Linked DNA regions of Mus musculus: regions 1, 2, 3 and 5 are each linked to region 4. Evidence: chromatin contacts called from public promoter capture Hi-C data. All regions are on one chromosome and are shown on one strand. The core of a region is the stretch at or near the end of the contact, and the rest is flanking DNA. Distances in the headings are between cores, read along the strand shown.

What was found. Promoter capture Hi-C pulls out the DNA fragments that hold promoters and counts their contacts.
Region 1: a promoter capture Hi-C map of pre-B cells shows a contact between it and region 4, with 6 times the contacts expected there. The contact joins the promoter of Inka2 here to the promoter of Lamtor5 in region 4. A contact is called at or near these places in 6 of 39 promoter capture datasets (the 3T3-L1 cell line, cranial neural crest, hematopoietic stem and progenitor cells and 3 more) and 1 of 9 other capture datasets (adipose tissue).
Region 2: a contact with region 4 is called in a promoter capture Hi-C map of stem cell-derived epiblast-like cells, with 3 times the contacts expected there. The contact joins the promoter of Kcnd3os here to the promoter of Lamtor5 in region 4.
Region 3: a contact with region 4 is called in a promoter capture Hi-C map of pre-B cells, with 4 times the contacts expected there. The contact joins the promoter of Sars here to the promoter of Lamtor5 in region 4.
Region 5: a promoter capture Hi-C map of embryonic stem cells shows a contact between it and region 4, with 3 times the contacts expected there. The contact joins the promoter of Ovgp1 here to the promoter of Lamtor5 in region 4. A contact is called at or near these places in 6 of 39 promoter capture datasets (cranial neural crest, embryonic stem cells, hippocampal neurons and 2 more), 1 of 115 datasets of contacts at active chromatin or transcription factors (embryonic forebrain) and 2 of 9 other capture datasets (adipose tissue and liver).

Annotation. Positions count from the first base shown.
Region 1 is chr3:105,703,291-105,705,990 of GRCm38.p6, forward strand. Inka2 (inka box actin regulator 2) reads left to right here and starts at 1,309. Exons shown (of 2, transcript NM_175398.4): 1 at 1,309-1,535. The coding sequence starts at 1,479.
Region 2 is chr3:105,451,660-105,454,359 of GRCm38.p6, forward strand. Kcnd3os (potassium voltage-gated channel, Shal-related family, member 3, opposite strand) reads right to left here and starts at 1,296. Exons shown (of 4, transcript NR_040759.1): 1 at 894-1,296; 2 at 1-11. Kcnd3 (potassium voltage-gated channel, Shal-related family, member 3) reads left to right here and starts at 231. Exons shown (of 8, transcript NM_019931.2): 1 at 231-1,058.
Region 3 is chr3:108,443,867-108,446,580 of GRCm38.p6, forward strand. It overlaps Sars (seryl-aminoacyl-tRNA synthetase), which reads right to left and starts at 1,393. Exons shown (of 11, transcript NM_001204979.1): 1 at 1,131-1,393. The coding sequence starts at 1,266.
Region 4 is chr3:107,277,427-107,280,126 of GRCm38.p6, forward strand. Lamtor5 (late endosomal/lysosomal adaptor, MAPK and MTOR activator 5) reads left to right here and starts at 1,432. Exons shown (of 4, transcript NM_026774.2): 1 at 1,432-1,687; 2 at 2,444-2,505. The coding sequence starts at 1,491.
Region 5 is chr3:105,972,420-105,975,158 of GRCm38.p6, forward strand. Ovgp1 (oviductal glycoprotein 1) reads left to right here and starts at 1,383. Exons shown (of 11, transcript NM_007696.2): 1 at 1,383-1,421; 2 at 1,994-2,023; 3 at 2,420-2,624. The coding sequence starts at 1,397.

The sequences.
Region 1 (2,700 bases), core at 59-2,558, 1.6 Mb before region 4:
GCTTCAGGGTGGGGAACCCACCTCTGTTTCCTAGGAGGGTCATGGTGGAGGATGCTGCTCTGACCCACTACTTTCTTGAACTGATTCAACAGCACCAACACCGTCCAGCCTAACTTTCTGACTGGCACATCACTCTGAAGAGGAGTGAGAAGATAGGCCAGGAGCATAGTCACAGTCACCAAGTTCTTCACCTACCCCCTAAATGTTTTTGAAGAAGTGATCTTGGCTGGCATCAAATGAATGTCCACAGTGTCTGCTTTCTCCCTTCGCGGCTTCTCTTGCATCCTTTTGGTTCTGTCTCACACAGACCACCAAAATCTTGCCAGGGGCAAACTTTCCCCTATTAATTTTCTTGAAACAAAGCAAAGCAAATTGTTACTAATTACTCTGGCAGGCCGAATGGTGAGGTGTTTGCTCACCGAGGGTAACTTAAGTCAGGCAAGTGGCCAGGAGGCCGGCTTTAGAAGTATCGAGTTGGACTGGCCTGCAGAAGCACCCCTTTCGCTGTGCCCCAACTCCACCCCTTACACCCCTAGGAGTTACTGCATGGGTACCAGGGAAATGCCTGTCAACTATCCTCAGAGCGTCCTCAAGTCCTCTTCTCCCCTATTCAAGAAGGCCAGCATTAGGGAGTTCTAGGAAGGGAAAGGCCTGTTTCTCCACTCCCTGCCAACTCTATTGAAACAGCTCCCAACACCCCATCTTTAAATCTTCCATTAAAATTCGCTCTCTGAAGTGACTATCCTCATATTTACTTGTTTGTCTCATAGTTCCTTCTCCTCCACGATAAAAGTTATGCAAGGCTGAGACCTTGTCTCTCTTACTCAGTATCACCAGGTCTACCTTGAACACAATAGACTGCCACACCAGCTGAGACCTAGCGGAAGCCGCTTCCTTCCGCTAGCGCTAGAGAGGAGTGGGCCCGGAGGAGATGAAATGGAGCCGTGAACTTCCAGGACCCTCTTTAGAAAGAAAAGGCTTCTGAGGGATTTAAGGGGAAGGCAAAGGAGAGCGTTTTCTTCTCTGAAAGGAGTTAAGATTCAACACTGTGACCCTCCTGCCTAGTCCTAGTCCTCAATCCTAAAACTGCGTTCTTCCTTTATAATAGACAATGAATGCACTTGACTGGGGGCTTTGCCAGTTCCATGCCCCACAGAACCCAGAACCTAATCAAGACCTCTGCGAGTCTCCCAGTAGTTGCTGCTGTCTGCAAGGCCGGTGACAGACTTTCTCGGGTCGCCAGGCCCGAGCACCCCCCCTCCCCGACCGCTCTTCCCATTGGCCGAAGATACCCCTTCTGAGTTCTCATTGGCTGCTGCACTTTTCCTCCGCCCCTATCCCGGGCATTGAGCGGCAGCAGCGGGGAACGCCGCTCTAAGTCCCCACGCTGGAGCTGAGGCTCGGCTCAGCGCGGATAAGGGCGCGGAGCGCACTGAGAACCCTACTTTCTCGTGAGCCCGAGCCCAGCAAATGGGCGAATGACAAAGGAGAGCAAGGACATGGACTGCTATCTGCGTCGCCTCAAACAGGAGCTGGTAAGATCGGAGCAGGAGCCTGGGGACAGGGAGGACTGCTCCACCCAGACCTAGGTACCTGACTTGCCCCCCCCCCCCCCCCCCGCGCTCCGTGCACCGGGCGGAAGCGGAGAGGAGAGGGGAGGAGAGGAGAGGAGAGGAGAGAGGATGCCAACTGGTAGGTAGAGGCTAGGGACGTTGCTCAGAGGTAACAAACTTTGGCAAAGATTTCTGATGAGATATGGACAAGTAACAGGGAGTCAGAGCACCCAGATAAGTTGAATGTGACAGAACAACTGAAGAGAAAGGAGGACACACCCAGAGGGGACAGGCACACGGACGGAGTAAGGCTCAAGTGTCCAGAGTCGCAGGAATGACAGGCACAGGCATCGGGCGCCAGTGGTCGGGTGCCGGGCTCCTGAAGCGCGCAGACAGGTCCCTGCCCTGTGCAGGAGGTCAGGCTGGACTGCTCGCTCGCTCGTGGGGAGCTGGCACCGCCCGGGGCCCCCAGCTCTGCTGGGCTTGGCAGAGCTGGCGCGGCTGCGGGGGCAGGCTTGGCCGGCTGTCTGCCCGGGCTTGTCTGCCAGCAGGGAGGGGGGTGGCAGCTGTAATGACGGGGGAGGAGGGGTGCCGCCTGGCAGATCGCGGAGCGGGAGTTGTGGAGGCTCGGCCAGATGTCAGGTCTGGGCTTGGGGAGTGCGCTGGGAGTGTGCGGGGCCTCGGGGTGCTGAGGGTGAGTATGCTACCCTGGAGTGGGGGGATGAATCACTGAAGAGGGATAAGTGACTGTTAAGGCTGTGTTAGGGAAGCCAGGTGAATTCTGATTTCTTTCTCTTGCCTCTCTCTCCTCTTGTCTCTCTTCTCTCTCCTCTTTCCCCTCTCCCTCCTCCTTCCCCTCCTTCCCTCCCTTTCTCCCTCCCTTCTGGTTTTCCTTTACCACCAGGATTCAGACAGATAGGTAGGTAATGTGCGTCTTTTCTCAGCTCCGCCCGTCCCTTCTCCATCTAGACTGCCTTAGCTTCTACCTCCCACTCCACCTCTCAATGTCTCCTTCATTTTTATCTCCCATGGCAGTAGGCCCTCCTGGCTCACTTAGCTCCTTCTTTCTTCTATTCAGTCAGGTCACCCAGGCAGATCTGGATTCAGAGAGTGCCCAGCTCAGGCTTCTTAAGATCCCGAGAGATAA
Region 2 (2,700 bases), core at 46-2,545, 1.8 Mb before region 4:
GCTGCACCTCACTAGGTGACCAAGGAGAGGAGTTAGTTGCTCTACCGCGTGGACAGTGAATGGGAAACAGACAGCCAGTTAAGTGTACACACCCCACGCGCATACACGCCAGCGCTCCCTACCACCTCTTCCTAAGTCCCCAGCCACACACGCCCCCGAACTCACGATCACGCCGCACGCCCGGCTCCTCCCCCACCCCCAAGCCAAGCTCACCTTGCCACGCTCGCCCCATGCCCACCCTCGCCGGCACACGCGCTCACACTCGCGTCCGCACACTCCACTACCACCTCCAGGCACACCCTAGGATTCCTCCACTCTCCTGGGGAGACGCACCAGGCTCTGCCTAGTCTCCCCGCCTCCCCCCCCCCGCTGCAGCCCCCCCACTCACGCGCGCGCCCTACACACACACACACACACACACACACACACACACACACCCTCGCGCAGAGTCACTCCCCCTCGCACGCCCTCGCCCTGGGCACCCTCCGGCGGCTAGGCTCCCGGGTCCTCCTCCTCGCTCCCTCCGCAGCCTGGCCGCTCTGCTCTCTCGGGCCCGGCCTGGGGCCGCTCGGCCCGTGGGGATCGGTGGGGAGCGGAGGGCGCAGCCTCGCCGCCTCCCCCGGACTCTCCTCTCCGCCCCGCCCGCGCCGCGCCCCCACCGCCTCCTCGGGAGAGGCAGCCCGTGGCCGGCCCGGCTCCGCTCTGCCCGGCATCAGCGGCGGCGGGGGCAGGGAACGAGCGAACCGGAGCTCACGAGCCCGAGAGCGGAGCGGCTAGGCGGGGAGGGGACACGCTGCCAAGCCCGGGCTGGAGCGGCGGTGGCGGTGGCGGCGGCGGCGGCGGCGGCAGCGGGGGAGGAACGGCCCCACGGACGGACCGACGCACGAACCGACCGAGTGAAGGAGGGACGAGCGAGACTTCGCCGGCGAGGAGGAGCCGCCCGAGCGGCGGCTGCTGGGCGCTTCCCCGCGCTGCTGGGCGCTCTGCGCCTCGGCGGCCCCTGGCCTCAGCTTCCTCGCGCGCGCGGGGCGCGGGGCCTGGGGCTGGCTTCGGCGAAGGTAAGAGGGAAACGACCGAGCCTCCCAGAGACAGCAAGTGCGAGGAGCGCTGCTCCCACGCCTGTTGCTCCCGCTGCCCACGCGGCACCCTCCCACTCCCGCGCCCGGGTGGGTGGGCGCTGGGGCGCCGGAAGGATTGGGGGTGGGGCCGGGCCGTGGGGGAGCAAGCAGCCGGCCTGGGGGCGTCGGTTCCCTGGGCTGCAGAGCCACCTCCGGGCACTGGGGCGCCGAGAGGTTTGGGGGTGGGGGTGTGAACCTCTGCCCTCTTGCCATTGGCCTGCCTTCCCTCGCCGGGCGCCAGGAGCAGCGCCCCGGGACCTGGCTGCAGGTGGCGACGGTTTGCTCCGTCCCCGCTCTTTGTGAGCTGAGAAGAGAAATGGCTGAGAGTGGAAGCTGGGAGCCGTTTGGGGCGCTTTGCAAAGTTCTCCAGCCAGGCGAGCCTGTGTTTGCCTGTTAGAGGATGAGGCTGGTCCAGCTCGTCCTGCCTGGCACATCTTTTCTTTCCCGGGAAAGGTCCCATAAGTGTCCCGAGAGACCATAGGGAAGGGGGTTCAAATTTGTTTTAACAGAGTGTTTACACTAGGGATGGGCAGAGAAGTTACCTGGAAATCAACTAGATTCCTGTGCTTTCTTAGTGCTGGCATTTAATTCAGCCCACGTTGTTCTCCTTTTATCCCGGGCAGCCTTGATAAGTCAGCAACAGGCTGAGAGGTTCCAGACCTGAAATCAAGGCAAAGAAAGTCTCCGTGTATTTGACGGAGCCTCTGAACTTTCACGGGGTGATAGGCGGCACAATGCAATCAGTAATCAGGTTTTACAGGGTGGTCATGCATGAATGTAGGTGATGCTTGAATCGATGCCTTATTTACTGTTACTTCCAGGGAACCTGAAGGTTTAATCTCGGAAAGCGGGGGGAAGGGGGATTCTGGGCATTCATTCAATGCAAAGCGTGTGTACATTTCCCCATGTGGACACATACCGGCCCACTGAAAGGAGCTGATGTGTTTATTTTTTTTCCATGTTGCGTCTTGAATGCTATAAGACGTAAGTACACAAGGGACCTCCAGAGGAAGAACGATTAACAGCGGCTTCCTTTTGCCGTTGAGGAGGCTGGAGAAAGAGTTTGGGGAAACTGCACTGGCCATCCTAGGAGCTAGGAGAGGCACTGTAAAGAAGAGGATCTGCAGGTCCCAGGCCTGTGCCCCACGGGATCTCCAGCATGGCCCCCATGCTCATTTCATACCCAACAAAATCCCGCAGACACGGGACAGACTCCCTGGGGGCGTGAAACAGTTCCCCAGACCAGCTCTGATTTCTGAGGACTCTCCTCCGAGGTCATTGAAGGGCAGATCTTGGTGATGTGACTTTTTTTTTTTTGTTTGTTTTTCTGCTTTGTGTCTGTTCAGGTGAAATGGAAGTGTCAACCCCCCAGGACAGGAGGTCTGCCTTTTTTTTTTTTTTTTTTTTTGACCCTCTGCTTCTAAAATAGACGTTGCTTAGCAGGCAGCTGACTTTTTACAGCAGGAGAAAGTGTTCTCTTTTTCTTTTTCAGGATTTTTTCATGTTTGTCATTTCTGCATTTACCTGGTTTTAATCTCTCTCCCTCCTGCATCCCTACCTCACCCCACAGCCAAATCTTTCC
Region 3 (2,714 bases), core at 143-2,642, 1.2 Mb after region 4:
GAGTACCTGAGACATACAGAACAGGTACACAACTGTCAGCTAAGCAAATATGTTTTGATACCAAAGAAGCTTTTTAACAGTAAAATCATGTCCACAAAACACCCCTATGGGTATGGTGGCACACACCCTTGATCACTCTCGAAGCAGAGGCAAGTGGATCTCTGAGTTCAAGGCCAGCCTGGTCTACAGAGCAAGTTCCAGGATAGCCAGGGCTACAGAGAGAAAGAAATCCTGTTTATTTTGGAGGGTGGGAGTAGGAGGGAGACACTCTTGGATCGTGGGATTGCCTTAGCAGTGCTCTTATAAACCAGGTTCTCAGCTGGTTGCAGACCTATTGCATCAGACTACCCGAGTCACATGCCACTGACAACATCCGGTCTGCCAGGTGATCACTTGGGAGGCAGAGGATTCTAGAGCTTCTTTTAATTTCCTGAATGACGATGGGTCACTTCTACGCTGCCAACGTCTTTTCCAGAAAACTACCACAAATCACAACCATCCTCAGTAATTACAAGCTTTTTCTTGCCTTACAGCACCCCTCCGTCCTATCTGATCTAGCACGGAAAAGCCTGATTCTTAAAGGTATGCCTTCAGGGTTGGAGAAGTGGCCACCCCAAATTTCAGGGTCACTGCATTTAGTCAAGAGTAGCCTCCAAAGTCCCCAGATGGTTCGACTGGGGTGGAGTAATCCTAGGGTGCTGCAGAAGTCACTCAGTCTGAGAGAGCAGCCTTTGATCCCTGCAAAACCCGGAGGACTACGCTGGGTTTGCTAAAGACGAATAAAACACTGAGAATGACCAAAATGTATAGAAAATTAATTCCCAGCCCGCCCCCCAAGTAAAACTCCAGCTCTGGCTTGCTGTAGCTACGCAAGGGCCTGACAGCTCTCCCTGCGCGTGCGTGCGTGCAGCTCCTTCCTAAAGCACTGGCGGCAGTCAGCATAGAGCACGCGCGGGGAGGGACCCAGGCCGCGGGAGCTGCAGGGAGAGGGGGACAAGCCCGGTTCCCAGCTTGTTCTACGGACAAGCCGGTAGAGCCGGCCAGTCGCGGGAGCATCTGACAAAAGCTGTAAGCTGTGACCTCTGAAGCCATGAGGGATTCAAGGGATACTGCGAGCTCCTGGTACTTACATCGTCGCCACTCACTGTCTGCTTTCACCAGCTGGTCCACCAGCCCCGGGTCCTTGAAGCGCTTCTCCTGCGTCTCTCGAATGAGGGCTGGGTCCCCTCCTTTATCCACCCGAAACAAATCCAGGTCCAGCACCATCCTTCTACCTCACCAGTTAACACTAAGAGAGGACTGTAAGCGGCGGGTGGACGATGCACTGCGCCTGCGCGCTGACCTGGTCTCACTGCGCAGGCACCCGGCAGCCCGGGAGGGGGCGGCGCCTAGCTCGCCGGAAGCCGCAGTGTTAGGCAGGGTCCAGAGGGAGTGGTGAGAAGTGAAAAGGGCGTGGTAGCCTTATGCGGGTTGTTTCTCTGCTGAACTCCTTACTGAAAGGCCTTCTGATCGCCCCCCACTGAAATCGTGAATGCCTCAGGTTCCTCTGGTTGAAGGGAGTATCTCGGTGTGGACCGAAGCTGACTTGGAAGACAATGCACTTTGCAGATGCCAGTTTTCCTCTATCTTGATTACAGAGCACACACCCAGTTACCTACCCTCAAGATTCTCGAGCCCTGGGGCTTTTTGTTTTGATACAGGGTCTCACAGTGTAGCTCTGACTAGCAACTATGTAAACCTGGCCAGCCTCAAACAAAATGTTGGGATTAAAGATGTGTGCCATTTCATCCTTTATTTTTCTTTTTATACTAGCCCTACCCCCTTCCTCCCGCAACAAACCTTTGCCAAGCCCCCCTGAGATAAAAGGACAAGGTTAGAGACCCTGATGGACTTAATAAACAGAGACACTGGAGGGAGGCTAGGAGGCAGGATAATCTGAGCTTGTCCCCTCCCGGTCTCCTGCAGCTTTGGCTACAGTTTTGTGTTGAAAACCAGGGGAAGAAGGGTTGGGTGTCAGAAGACAGTCCATGAGATGAGCACACCTCTCTTCTCACATATCCCTCACCCAAATCCAATAGACCTTTGCAAGAAGTTGTAGCTTATATTTACGATTGAAACTATTCTATGTTTATGTAATTTGAGCATTGCCAGGCTATTCTATCAACACGTTCAAGTTATTCTTTTTGTCTGTTTGTTTGTTTTGTTTGTTGAGATAGAATCTATAGGCCTGGCTGTCCTGGAGCTCACTATGTAGACCAGGCTGGCTTCAGACAGAGATGCCTGCCTCTTCCTGGGGAGTCTCTGGTATCAAAGGGGTGTGCCACCAAGCCCAACCTACACACACCTGTTACTCTTAAAGTGAGAAGACCTCATTTGAAATTACCTCTCTTGGCCAGATGTGGTAGTGCATGTCCATGTGCATCCCTTGTGAGTGGGAGCAGCGGGTGCATGAGTTCAGGGCCAGCATGTCTCCAAAAAACCCAAACCTAGTCAGGCTTAGTAGTAGGTGCCTTTTATATCACATCGGAGGTAGAGAGCTCTGTAAAGTCAAGGCCAGCCTGTTCTAAATACCGAACTCCAAGCCAGCCAGAGCTGTGTAGTGAGAATCTGTCTCAAAAACCAAACACACATACAACCAAACCAAAAACCTACTGCTCTCACACAGTAGAAAACATTAACTAACACGGAACCCACAAACCTGCTCTCCCCTTCCT
Region 4 (2,700 bases), core at 182-2,681:
TCACTTTAGGTGTAGCTATGATAACAAAGTTGGTGTGTTTTGCAACTATTACAAACAAAGTAAATAAAAACTTACTGTCCTGAAAAGGTATTTATAATAAATTCTGTGAAGAATCCCTGCTACATAATTCAGAATTGTATATATAGTATGTATATTGATTTTGCTTTTAAAAAACATTTCTCTACAGAGTGAGTTCCAGGACAGCCAGGGCTACACAGAGAAACCCTGTCTCGAAAAACAAAAAAAAAAAAAAAACAAAAAACAAAAAACAAAAAAAATTCAAATAATACATTTGCAAAGATAGCCATATGGAAAAGATAGTCTCCAAAATATCCTTATCAAACTATCATCTCTTCACAGTAGGACTATGAGTGGTTAGTTTATTCTAAAGTTTTTAAACCCAGGCATGTTGGTGTAATCCCAGCACTTGGGAAGTAAAAGCAGAGAGATCAATACTTCAAGGCCAGCCTCGGACACACTGCAAATTTGAGGGCAATGAGGGGTATATGAGATACTGTCTCTAAAACAGAAAAGGGAATAAAAATTTTAAAGCTCAGTTATTTTAAAGTAATAATACACGGTCTTCACTAACACCTAAAACTTAAACCTAATTTCTTCCCCCTAAAACTTCCCATGACCTAGCTATTAGAAGTATCAATGCAAATTAAATATGGCACATGGCAGTAAATCACAGGACAAAGGTGGGAGAATTCGAGGCCAACCTACGAGAACAAAGAAGGTACCAATGTTAAGATTCTGACACTTTCCCAGCACGCAGTTTGGGGTTTCAACGTGTGCCATCTCTTCCTTTAGTCCCGTGTGTGCACCCCTCCCCATCGGCCCTGTGTGATAGGTTACTTCTCCTCCGATGTTGGTGAAATGAATCAATTTAAACCAGAGTAGATGATGTTAAAGGCAGGTTTATTGGGAAGCTGCCAGCCGGTGGGTGAGTTCACTGGCCCCAAGGACCAAGGCCAGCGAAGTTTCCTGGGAAAGGAAGGAAGAAAGAGAGAAGGGGGAATGTGTGCAGAGAGAGAAAAGGAGAAGGAGACCAAAATGTCTGGATTCTATAGAAAGGAGCCCTATAGAAAGGGAAGGGCAGCCCAGCCCCTGGGCTGGAAAGTTCAGGGTTGGGGGCAAGGTATGCCAGGTGGGAACTGAGGGATGCAGAACCTGGAGGCCAGTTCTGCTTTGATAGGTAAAGTATACACCTCAGCCTCTTGACCTAGGGTCAGAAACTGAGCACTGTCTTCTTAGCGATTGGCCTATTGCATAGATGAGACCATGCCAGACCTGCTGGTTACTTTAAAATTTAAACCAGGTCTACGTCTGGTTAGGACTGGAAATTGCTTGAACCAAATCCAAAGGTTAAAAATCACTAAGTCCAAGTGCTAGGTCAGGAAAAGGCCCTGAGGCCCGACTACAGATTGCTTTGAAGGCCCAGCACCCCCAATCGAAAGCCAGCCATCACTGGTCCTGTGGTAGTAGCTATGCCTTTTCGTAAAGAGCGCGGACGCGGCGCCGCGCTGAATTTCGTCCCTCTGGAGACGCCGTCCAGGCGCCCGCCTCGGTCAAGTCACGTGATCGAGGTTTGCGGTGAAGGAGGAAGTGTTTTGCTGCGGGGTCCTGGCCTGGGGCGGACAGCCTGCGGGATGGAGGCGACTTTGGAGCAGCATTTGGAGGACACGTGAGTAGTGCGTGCGGCCGGTCCTGGGCTCCGGACAGGGGAGCTGGAATGGGACAGCGGCATGGACCGCGAGTGTCTGCGGAAGCGTTTGGGGCACTCGGGGCGGCGAGCGGGTGACTTCTGCCTACGGCCGGGCCGCTCGTTACTGGGTAGTAAAGTTTCGTTAGGCGTGTTCGCAGAATCGAGTAGCTCTTGAGAAGTTTGGGAAACGGATTAAGTTTGGGGAAGGATGCCCCGGGTGTGCTAAATCGAGCCCCCGCAGTGCCAAAGCACTTTCACGCACATCTTCCCGCGTTTGTGGCCCGTCAGTTGCTCAGCGCTTGTGAAGTAAATATATCCGTAAAGTTTTTCAGCTATCTCTGTAAAATTTAAAATTGGGAGGTGTAAAGTGGCTTACAAGAAGACACCTCCTCCTTGAGCTTCTTAATCCCCTCCAGGAGCAATTCCCGTTACTGAGATTTAACAGTTGTCTTCAGGAGTTGCAGTCCTAGAGCATGCTTCTATACCAAGGACAGAGCCCTAAAGATAACTGCCTTGTTTGTGTCTTTGTGAAGCAGAGGTGCCTGAGAAAATGGTTTGGGTTTTGTTTTGTTTATTTAAACAACTCACAGTTTGTCCTCTGAAAGGGGGCGAAAAAATTTAAGGGCTGATTTGAAGTGCTTAATACTCGGTGCATAGAAAATCTGTTTTACTACAGTAATTTGAAATATTTTCTTCACATCATCTGGTTCATCTTTCTTGTGCTCCCAAAATTAGAATGAAGAATCCATCCATTGTTGGAGTCCTATGCACAGATTCACAAGGACTTAATCTGGGCTGTAAGTGTCTCCTACCAGCCTCCCTTTGAAGTTCTGAGAGCCTTAACTTACACTGCTACTATTTTCTAGCTTTTATTCCTGTTACCTTTAGGGCATAGAGACTATCTCCAAGTAAGAGTAGATGGTTGAAGCCTTTCAGTTGCATTTTAAAGGCAGAAATGTTCCTCCCAGTTCTACAACTGTTCCTACTAAAAT
Region 5 (2,739 bases), core at 133-2,632, 1.3 Mb before region 4:
CATAGACCCAGTAACAAGAACTGGAGCACAGGAATGGTGACTGGGATGCAAGAGGAGCATGCATGGTCATTAGAGTGAAAAGGCATTAGGCGTCATTAAGCCAATGCTACTAGGTGTTGCCAATCCTGACTTATGTTGGCCTTGGGGGTACTTGCTGATTTAGGTCAAAAGTGGGATGTGGGAATGGATGGTACACGAAACAGATAGGACGAATGGGGCCCCAGGGATGGTACGTGCAGGAAGGGGCTCTAGGGTCTGTTCGATAATAAAGCCCACACTCACACACCCATGTTCTACATATTTTGTCTTTGTTCTTTGGTACCCAAATAAACTACTGGTTTAAAAATTATGAGGTTTCTTGCTTATTTCATCCCACAAATGAAGGACAAATGTTCAACAGATTTGACCACTGGGCACTGTTTTCCTTTCTCCTCCATTGCCCTGAGATCTGCTTAGTACCCCCTATTATAGATGCTCCATGTACAGCAGCATCTGTCTTAGAGAGGCTACACAGTCTGAGGCCATCTGGAACAGAGAAAGAAAACCAATGAATCAAAGATACCTGATTTATGCTTTAAAAAAACAAAAACTTTTCATGATTGTAGAGTTTCTTTAAAATTGGTTCTTGGGTATTCATATACCTGAGGCTCAGGTCACCTCATAGTTGGCTCATATGTTCGCCCAGTAGACACTGGGTCTGAACTCTGTCATGTAGAAAACATATAAAATGCTGTTTTAGTGTGTTTACTTCACCTGTTCAGAAGTGTCAGTATTTGCTTTTGAGCATCCTGCTCTTTTGAGCAACTTGCTAATGACATCTGTAAGTAATTAAACTTATATTTTATGCAAACCATAGTCTTCACATCTCTTTAGTTTTCATAAATTCCTTCGAAGTAAGAACAAACTATATGTGGGAAACAGGCTTTCTTTTATGTGTGGAAACTTTGGGGCTCAGTAACTCATCCAAAACTATAAAACTTCCTAAATAGCCAAAAGCCTTAGTCCAAAGCCAAAGCTTTGAAACTTTCTGATACAGTTTTCCTGATAATCTTGTATAGACTTCATCATGTCCTAGGTCTCCTCCATCTCAACTGCAGAGCTGGATACCAGGAAATGGGACTGATTGCCAGACAAGTCTCAGGGCTACTGCATTTGTTTTTGTTATAGCCTGTGGTGAATACTCACTCCCTGCTAGTGTCAGGTCAGGGATATTGATTTGTTGGCTCTGAGAACTACAGCTGTTCTGGAGAGAGAGTTCAAGTTGTCAGCGGTCATTGTGACTCTTGAATCATTGTTTCTGGCGTGGTGCTTACGTGTAGCTGACTCCATGCTGCAGGTGAGCCAACTCCTATTAAAGAGTCTTGAGCTTCATCACCAGAGCTACCAGGCAGTTGAGATGGGGAGGCTGCTGCTGCTGGCTGGTGAGTGTGACAGAGCCTAGCAATGACATAGTCCAGGAGATAGCAGTTTGTCTTGTCTCTAGTGCCTAGCAGAGAAACCTGGGGCTTAGGGAGCTGGATTATGTGAATGTGGGGTAGAAAAGAAAAGAAAGGCACCTGTGGAGGAAGGGGCTGGGCAGTAGTTCTCCAACCTGGTGGTTTTCATGCTTGGGCTTCATCTTGGACCAGTTAATTTGAAATTTCTGATGAGAGGGCTATGATGTGTATGTGCGCACGTGCGCGTGTGTGTACGTACTTTTGAATTTGTAGCCAGAATTGAGAATCACTGGCCGAGAGCTTTAGCACACACTTCTAACCATCATTGTCCCTATGCAAAGCAGGTACATGTAGCATGCGATGTGCTTTAGAAAAGGAGCTTAGACTAGTTCCACTCTGTTAGCTTTGGAGGAGAGGAAACCAGTGACTGATGCATGTCTCTATTTGTGTGTCTACATGTGTACATGGTGCTGAGCTGGAGAGGGCACTTGCTAACTGGAGGGTGTGTGGAGTGTGCACTCTGCATGTGTGTATATGAATTTCTTCATTTCCTGCAGGGCTGGTTCTTCTGATGAAACACAGTGATGGTGAGGAAACCACTTCTCCTCCAGAGCCAGGGAGATTCTCTGGCTAGGAAATCTCTATTCAGCGTCTCCTGAACCTCTGCCTGTCATGGCTCCTTGGCCAGAGGTTATTAATCCAATACAATCCAACACAGGACTCTGGTTATTTGCTGTTTGTATGTATCCTTATGTGCCAGGATCTACTCTCATGAGGCATTCTTTCTTCTCTGGAGCCTCAGCAAAAGGTCAGGATGTCTGGGGGCATGCATAAGCAGCTTTGGTGTATGTTTACGGGGGATATGGAGGCTGTTACAGTGGCCTGGTCTCTGATTAGGCTTGTTGACTCACTCTACTGTCAAGAATCTGAGTTCCCTTCTTGCCCCATGATCTCTGCTGATTAATACTTGCTCTTCTTGCCAGGTACTGCCTACAAACTGGTGTGCTATTTCACCAATTGGGCACATAGTCGGCCAGGCCCTGCCTCCATCATGCCCCATGACCTGGACCCCTTTCTTTGTACGCATCTGATATTTGCCTTTGCCTCAATGAGCAACAATCAGATTGTGGCCAAGAATCTGCAGGATGAAAACGTTCTCTATCCAGAGTTCAACAAACTCAAGGAAAGGTATGTTAGATGTGTACTTGAGTTCTCAGATTTTATAGCTTGAAGGAGATTATGCCCACAACTCTTATTACTCTTAAAATTTCCTGGTTTTTCTAATTCAATTTTCCCTCAAATG